Linked DNA regions of Mus musculus: region 2 is linked to region 1. A link is a contact called in public Hi-C data. All regions are on one chromosome and are shown on one strand. The core of a region is the stretch at or near the end of the contact, and the rest is flanking DNA. Distances in the headings are between cores, read along the strand shown.

Region 1 (4,015 bases), core at 185-2,684:
TATATAAAAAATTCTAAAATTACAGCTGCCATTATATTTTAGGGGAAATTAATATTTTGGTAGTTTTATTTCAATATAATTCATATACCATACAAGCCAGTGGTTTTTAGTACAGTCTGTGTTATGCAACTGCAGGATAATTTTAGAACATTTTGTTCTAAAACAAACCCATACCTACGAACAGTCTGTCCATTTTGCCAGCCACATCCCTTCCACCCCATCCAACCCTTGGCAGCCACCATTTACTGGAGACTCTATGAGCTGGCAGAGTCTAGACATTTCATACTAAAGGAATCATGCAATGTGTGGTCTTCTTATCCTTTCAAAAAAATCTGTATTTGGTCTAGATAGGTATCTAACTGAATTTATGGAATATTTTTCTACATTAACTTTATTATAAACAAAACAAAACAAAACAAAACTTGGAGATAAAAAAAAAACCCACAGGCTGAAATTAACCATACCCAAAGTCTGCCCATTTTCATGAACTTCTATACAGTTAGAATAGCCCCCTTGAGGCTGTGGACCTTCACATTCAAGTTTACACGTTCACTGTCAGATATGTATATGTATATGTGTATGTGTATGTGTATGTGTATGTGTATGTATATATATTCTGTGTGTTTATATACCACGGAGCCCGAAAGACTCCACAGAAAAACAATTAGCTTTATATACTATTTTAGACCTCCTGTCCCTGACTTACATTCAGGTAATGAGGTGTCTTTCTTATCCCATATTTAGCCCTTTTATTCTCTTTCCTTCAAGTTACAGACCTTTCCACAGGCATTGCCTAAAACCAAAGGGAAGAAACACAGAACCACATACAAATTTGTTTACATATGTTACATATGTTAAATATGTTACATATGTACATTTCATATTGACTGGATTCTTTATATGAGAAAGAATGTTGACTTTTATTTCTGAGAGTCTGTAAATCTTTAAAATAGCTTTTAAGAAAAAAAAACCTTACTCCTTATGAGATTATAATATTAATATAACACTTGGCCAAAAATACGTCTGACCATAAACAAATTTCTTTGAAAAATCTAGCTGTTGAGAATAGACATACCTTGCCTAAGAGGAGAAGTAAAATTAAGGTGAAGAAACATGAGTTAACCCTCTCGATGGGTAGATGCGAAAGCAGAGGGTCATACATAAAAGACTATCAAGTCTGGACACAGGAAGGATTTTGAAAGTGACTTGTAATACTGGTGAAGTTTACACATGGAACAAAGTTAGATTTTTATGAGCCCAGTTGAACTCCTCTGGTGCCTGCCAGGCCTGAGGAAGCTCTGGGGCTGGTGCCACAGGCCTCTACCCCTTCTTCCAGCACAGTCTTCAAGGCCTCTCAGCATTTTCCTTACTGCTAAAGCAAACAGAGTGCGCTACCCTCACTTCCAAACTGGCAAGTCTATGTTCCAGCTCTCTTTGCACCAGGCCTCAGGAAGTCTAGCTACAGAGGGGTGTGGTGAGCATCCTGGCCCTCAGCAGACTGGGGATTTAACCCTCCACTTGCTCTTGAATCCCAGACAAGTCGTTTCGGTTTTCTGACCCTCAGATTCCTCGTTTATGAAACACAAGCAAAAAAAAAAAAAAAAAAAAAATCAAAACTTTCTTTCTTGTTCTAATGATTAATTAACGTGTCCAACTGCATAGTCTGAGGTCTGGCCAGCCGTGGATCCCTGCAAATGTTGCTTGGAGTACTTCCCAGAGAAGATTTTTAGACAAAGATAATCAAAGAAATGATTTAAGCAAACTTACCTATGACTTCTGCAGGCGGTCCCAAGCATGTCTGTTTTCTCTCCGGACTGCTCTTCAGGTGAGCGGTGAATCTTTCTTAGTCCTCCTCTGTTGGCAGTGAGAAGCCACTTACATGAGCCCTGGCCTCTCTGTGGCTCTTGGAGCAGTGCCCTTTCACCCCTGTACTCTGAAAATCAACTGCTCAGGGCTCCTTACACCCTCTTTGGGCTGTTTTCACGCTCATCTTGGAGTGCAGTGTCCTGGAGCACAGAGCAAGAAATTGATCAGAAAGCAAAGAATGGAGTTTTTACAATGGAACCAAACATCCCTCTTTACCAAGACAAGGACCCCACAGAGACCTGGGGTGGAGGGAAAGGCCCTCTCTAGCATCTTTACAGTTTTGTGCTCCTCGAGGCCTGGATGCCAGGAGGGTGTGTTCTTTCTATGGAGGCAGGGTCCTGATAACTCAGGCAGGCTGGAACTCAGCCCTACATCCATGATGTGGCCTGCCTTTCTGGCACCACTATCTCGTGGATGTGGAGAGGCCCCTCAGAGCATCTTAAACTTGTGCCTATTTTCGTAGCCTTTAATCGGAGAATCCTTTCATAATTGAAGTAGAAGCCTTTTTGTGTAGGTATATGCTTTCCAAATCCTTCTTCCTGGTTCCCAGCCTGTAGTTTTCATTCCGCAGTTCAACAATAATTGGCTTCTGATAAGCACGCGTACCTCATCTAGGGTAAGGATTGTGCTTTGCTCTCAAACTTTAAATATCTTTATCTAATTTCAGTTCCAGTCTCTCTGATTTCTAATGGAATCTTAGACTCTCTTTTTATTTTCTGTGATATCTATGATCTATTTTGAATTCAGTTTCCTGCAGTATAACATACAGAAGGATAAAATTATGAAGAAATCAAATTATTCTGGTGCTTTTTGCTGAAAGATCCAATTTTCCCCTCCACTGACTTATCCTTCTGTCTTTGCTGAAATCAATAGACCACACATGTAGATCCCTGCTGGCTGGTGCCTCTCGTTCTGCAATCTATTTGCTTATGTTCAGTCAGCACACTGCCTCGCCTCTGACCAACAGTAAGTTGTGAAGCCGTGCACCGTGACTCTCCCTACTGAAAGTTCATTTTTAGCAATCTAGATGCTTTACATTTCCAACTGAATTTTAGGATCCAGTTTTCAACTTCTTAAAAAAAAATCCAGAACCAAAAGCCTGCCAAGATTTTGGTTGATGTGGCTCTGGCTCTGCAGAGAAACTTGGAACCTTGCCCACACTGACTCTTCTAAACAGTGGCCTGGGTTCTATTTGTCACATAGTCTGTTTGCTCTATTACTGTAAGTGCCTTTGTGTGTTCCATTGTGAATTCCCATTGCTAGCACAGAGATTGTAACTGAATTTTTGTATATTTATCTTATATCTATCAACCCTTTTCATTCTCTCAGCCATATATGAACATTTCTGTGAATGCCATGGGATTTTCTATAAAACTTATCAACATGTTGATAGGAGTGTAAACTTGTACAACCACTTTAGAAATCAATTTAGGGCTAGTTCTACCTAAGACCCAGATATATCACTCCTGGGCATATACCTAAAAGATGCTTCAACATCCCACAAAGACACTTGCTCTACTATGTTCATAGCAGCTTTGTTCATAATAGCCAGAAACTAGGAACAACCTAGATGTCCCTCAACTGAAGAATGGATAAAGAAAATGTGGTTCATTTACACAATGGCATACTATTCAGCTATGAAAAACAAAAACATTATGAATTTTGCAGACAGATGGATGGAACTAGACGATATCATGCTGAGTAGGGTAACCCAGACCCAGAAAGACATGTATGGTATGTACTCACTTATAAGGGGATATTAGCCATAAAGTACAGAATAATCATGCTACAATACACAGACCCAAAGAAACTAAGTAATAAGAAGGGCCCAAGGGAGGTGGGTGGATAGAAGGACCTGGTGGGAGAGGGAGAGGGAATAAGGAAGGGGATGAAGTATACGAAGAGAGAGGACAGGAGAGGGCTAGGAGAGAGAACAGAAATTGCTGGGGGGATTCTCTGGGCCTAGCTGGAGACCTGGGATGGGGGAGGCTTCTAGGAGTCTATGGGAGTAACTCTAGCTAAGACTCCAAGTAGTTGGGGGTATAGAGACTACTGAAGTGGCCACCTCCTGTAGCTAGGTGGGACTTCCAGTGGAGGAAGGGGGACAACAACATACCCTCAAAGCCTGCCTACAAGTTGCACAGGAGTA
Region 2 (4,471 bases), core at 644-3,143, 73 kb after region 1:
AGAAGTATGTATGTGTGTGTGTGTATATATATATATATATATATATATATATATATATATATACCTGTATGCATATATGTGTGTATGTATACATATATGTATTTGTGCACACATATATACACATATAAATATGTAACAATAATAAAGAAAAATAATCTGCTAATTTGAAGGGAGGAACATCAGAGGGATTAAAAAGAAGGGTGTGGAGGAGGATGGAGAGACAGAAGAGAAGGAAGGTGATGATGTAATTCTATTTCAATTAAAAATCTATTTATAGAAAAGAAATACATAACAGTTAACATGTAGAGGCTCTCACGCAACAGTAGTTCCGACAGCCATGCCTATATCTGCTGTTGCTGACTGTAGGACTTGAGAGGTGCACACAAGGAGGAGGACACAGAGAAGCCCCTCTTTTCCTTGTCAGCCTCTGGGTTGACTGATGCCATTGCTCTCTTCCTCAGAGCCTCAGTCTTACAACAAAACCATGGAGCAATTGTTCCTGCAGGTGTTCATGGTGCGTGAGGCTCAAGTGCTGATGGGCTGAGCCAAGACGGATTTCACTTGTTCTGATTCCCAAAGGTTCTGCAGACTGGGCTACTTTTATGGTTTGACTCTTAAAGATCTCCAGGTCCTGGGGCTCTGTCCCTGGTCCCTTTTTGACCTTGACATCTGGCTGATTACTTTTCTCAATGCTCTGATGTTGTTGTTTGTTTGTGCGACTTTGTCAAATGAGACCAACATCCAAAGCATTCTCTCTCCCGAACAAGCCACCAGCATCCTGTCTTCTGAGAACACTCTGGCAGCATCCTGTTTTCTGCCTCTCCAGCTGCAAGGACAGGCCCAAGTGTCCCATGTCCCTGTGCTTTGTCTTGGGTGCTGCTCTATCAGAGTGTCATGTGACTCTGTAGCAGGCGGATTGCTTCTCAATTCCCAGCCTCAGTTCTTCTCCCTCCCGCTTTCTTGGACCCTGGATTCTAAGGTTGCATTTGTGTCGAGAAACTAAACTTATCTCTATGTTGGAAGCAGGAGCGAAGGTTACTTTGTGAGAGCTCTAATCTCTCCAAATATAGTAAATTTGGATGGCTAAAGTTTGTTTTGTACTAATGTTTCATATGTTTTAGGTTCATGTGGTCTCTGCTCCTCATAGACATGCCCTACATGGTCAACAGATTAACCATTTGGTTTCTGGTATTTATCACATTGGAAGGGAGAGAGTTCTTGGCTGCTTCATCCTACTGCTAAAACTCTGACAAGAACTAGAACAGAGTCTAGCTAAATAGGGCCAGATCACATGTCAGAAGCTGGGTAGTGTGAGCAGCTAAAAGAAGCATTGATGCTTACCACCCCTCTGAAAACTGTCATGCCCTGACTCTTCAATGACAGCCATGTTAGATTTTCCACTAAAATCACCCCAAAAAGGACTGGACAACTTTTTCATTCATTAGGAATGATGAAGGAGAAACAACCAAAATTTCTAGAGGGATGAAAAAGGCATCTGTATTTTATACTGTCAGTTTATTATTACCTGATGACCACTCTGTCCCCACACTGTCTGGCACAGGACACATGTCCTTAAGCACTTGTCTGTGAATGATCATGTGACTGTAGGTCAGGAAGGAAGATGCTCCAAGAGACTCACTACAATTGGCTTATGTGCTTCTGTGTGTTATGTGCTGAAAATGTTTTTCTTTAGACAGGCCAAAAAAGCAGGTACCTGGAAGAATCTACAAAGAGCAGAAACAGCCTCCTTTAAGGTTTTTAATAAATTCATCAGATATTAAAATGTTGCCAGGAGGAAACAATGGTGTGGCGGATGGAGAGAGGGAACAGAGCAGAAAGCCACGGCTGTGTCTAATTACTGACTGGAAGAAAGGGAGACCGGAAAGCTGCAAAGCAGCCTGTGGACCTGCTCCGGAATCCCAGCAGAGCCTGCTCCTGCTCCACTCTCCTCTTCCCACTCAGCACGGTGAAAAAGGAACATTCCTCTAGAAACAAACAAACGAAAGGAACTTTATAGGAAATGGGAAACATGGAATTCAAACGATCCTTCCTGTTGTCCCTAATAAAGGAGCATGGAGCGAGAATTTCCACTGTGGAGCTGGTGCTCAGCATTTTTCTAAACCCGCGTTTTCTGTGGGGTTGCTGTGTAAACATAAGTATCCGCCACCCTTTCTCTGAGCTCCTCCGTCTGGCTCCCATACAAAACAATGATAGTGTGAGCAACTTTGTTTGAATCTTCTGTAGCTTTCAGGGCCCTGGAGAATTTATTAAAAACACATTTAAAAAGATGGATATTAATTTTGCTTTTGAAAGATTTGTGAGAAATTTTTGATTTTTGTTTGTAATGGATCATCAAAAATGAGGATTCGTGTGTGTGTGTGTGTGTGTGTTGACCTTTATTTTGCTTTACAGCATTTCAGCATTCTGAAAATGTAATACAAATTAAGATTTTCTTTAAAAAAATTTATTTCATCAGCATAAAATTATTTCTAGGCTGTATTTGTTTCACTGCAAAAATAACTTCAAGAAAATTTTCAATAAAATACTGACAGTCATAACATTTTCCCAGAAGTTGTTCCTGGAGCATAACATTTTCCCAGAAGTTGTTCCTGGATTCACAAATCCAGGAATTGTGAATGCTAGGAGACTGGGCATTCTGTGAGTCTACTGTGGGCTAGCTTTCAGGCAGAGCTCCACATCCCTGGGTCCAAGAGGTAAGTCGCAAGCCATGTCCCATGGTTCTTATTCACAGGAACAACTGACAGAGGAAATAGCAGAAGAAACTCTGAGGCCCAGCAGTGTTGAGCAAGGTGACATTAAAAAATTAGCTATGCCACTTATAGGGACATTTCAAGGACTCCACTAATTCCAATGAATTCTAAATCTGCTTCAAAACCTCTCTACAGAGGTTTTGAGTACTGAGATAAGTATAAATAATTCCAACTAACTATAAATGCTATATATACATTTTTCATCTTTCAACACTGAGACTTCCCTGAACCAAACAGCCAGGCATAGACTGTGTGATCTCATAAATGCCCTGTTAGAATCCCAGCTCACGGGAGGCAGAGGCAGGTGGAGTTCCAGGTCTACAGAGTGAGTTCCAGGACAGCCAGGACTACACAGAGAAACCCTGTCTCGAAAAAAAAAAACAAAAACAAAAAACAAAACACACACACACACACACACACACACACACACACACACACAAACAAACAAACAGAACCAAGGGTTCAAAGGTTATTTCATCTGGATATTCATCTGGATAAACCGATTTTTCTCTTTATCTTATAAATATTGGAAATACATTGTTCTCTCAAACAATAACAAATGAGGTATCATTTCCCTGACTTCCAGATTCTCCTAGGCTCAGATGTCTGTCACACTGACCCATTTGTTATTCCTTCTCTGAGCCCAGTGTCTCTGTTTCCTCCAAGGCAACTGGCAGTGAGTGTCAGACTGTCCTCCACACTGGGAAGTCCTCTTGTGCTTCGGCCTGCCAAGAAACGTCTAAAGTTGTTGGATACTGGTTCAACAATCAGGCTGTGAACAGTGGAGCGCGGTTGCTCTTCTGCCCCTAAGTCTTGGTGCCTAACTCAAGGCTGGGCTCAGGCCACCAGAGATAGGATGGAGCCAGTTTGATCTTCTTAGAGAAACATCATTTGGGGAGTGGTCACATGGTTCCTGGGAGTCACCCGGGTTTTGCACACAACGGAGGTCTCAGCCTCTCCTGGTTTTCTTGCTCTGAGGAGGCTCCCCATGGCCTACTAAAAGCAGCCATTGCTGCAGAATATAATTCTTTTTTTTTTTTTTTTTGGTTTTGATATTCTTTATATTAAGTTCAGTATCTATCTTGACATGTACATTTTATAATGAACATTTATGATATTCATAATCAAATTACACATTAACCACTATTTTAATCATCATTAACAAAGGCAATGAAGATGCATTTTTTTTCTCTGTTCAACTTCTCCTACTACACCCTGTGGTGCCAAGAAATAGGAATAAGGGAAATCCCTTCCCTGAATTCCAAAGTAAAGAAGCTTAGCGCACAGCGCAAGGAAATAAAAATAAACACCTGGGTCCAGTTACTGCACTGATATGTCGGAGTTAGGCTTTCAAACCCTGAAATGAAAACAGGCTTGAAGTCTTTTCAGAGCTAAGTAAGGATGTGGTGGAATGAGGAAGGACCGGTGAGCAGGAAAGGAAGCCAGAAGGAAATTGGTCATGAGGGAAGACTGTCACACGCGCCACAGACCTTGTCACAATGCGCCACTGCTGAGAGATGCAATGGAAGCTGCAAACCCTAGTGACAAAATGGGGCTTCTACTGTGTACAGGGAACTTTGACAGGAGGGAGTTTGCAGATCCTGCCTGGCCCATGCCTAAGAGAAACTGGCTCTTTCGGTAGGAACGGTTAGAGAGACTGTTTCTGTGAAGGAAGTTCGGTTGGCTTTTGGCCCCGTGTC

The links. A called contact is a pair of places that touch in the nucleus more often than the background predicts.
Region 2: a contact with region 1 is called in a Hi-C map of uterus. The contact joins two enhancer-like sites. A contact is called at or near these places in 1 of 15 datasets of contacts at CTCF or cohesin (the NIH/3T3 cell line), 9 of 484 Hi-C or Micro-C datasets (the C2C12 cell line, epidermal suprabasal cells, muscle stem cells and 3 more) and 5 of 115 datasets of contacts at active chromatin or transcription factors (the NIH/3T3 cell line, embryonic fibroblasts, fibro-adipogenic progenitors and 2 more).

The regions. Positions count from the first base shown.
Region 1 is chr17:14,550,382-14,554,396 of GRCm38.p6, forward strand. No RefSeq gene overlaps it. Among named protein-coding and RNA genes, the nearest start is that of Gm34916, 30 kb to the left of the region's middle. Within about 2 kb of position 1,435, at least 13 of the 459 cell types and tissues checked have an H3K27ac peak or open chromatin away from gene starts, as enhancers often do. A contact at or near this core is called in uterus, where this site is marked.
Region 2 is chr17:14,622,743-14,627,213 of GRCm38.p6, forward strand. No RefSeq gene overlaps it. Among named protein-coding and RNA genes, the nearest start is that of Thbs2, 69 kb to the right of the region's middle. Within about 2 kb of position 1,894, at least 18 of the 459 cell types and tissues checked have an H3K27ac peak or open chromatin away from gene starts, as enhancers often do. A contact at or near this core is called in uterus, where this site is marked.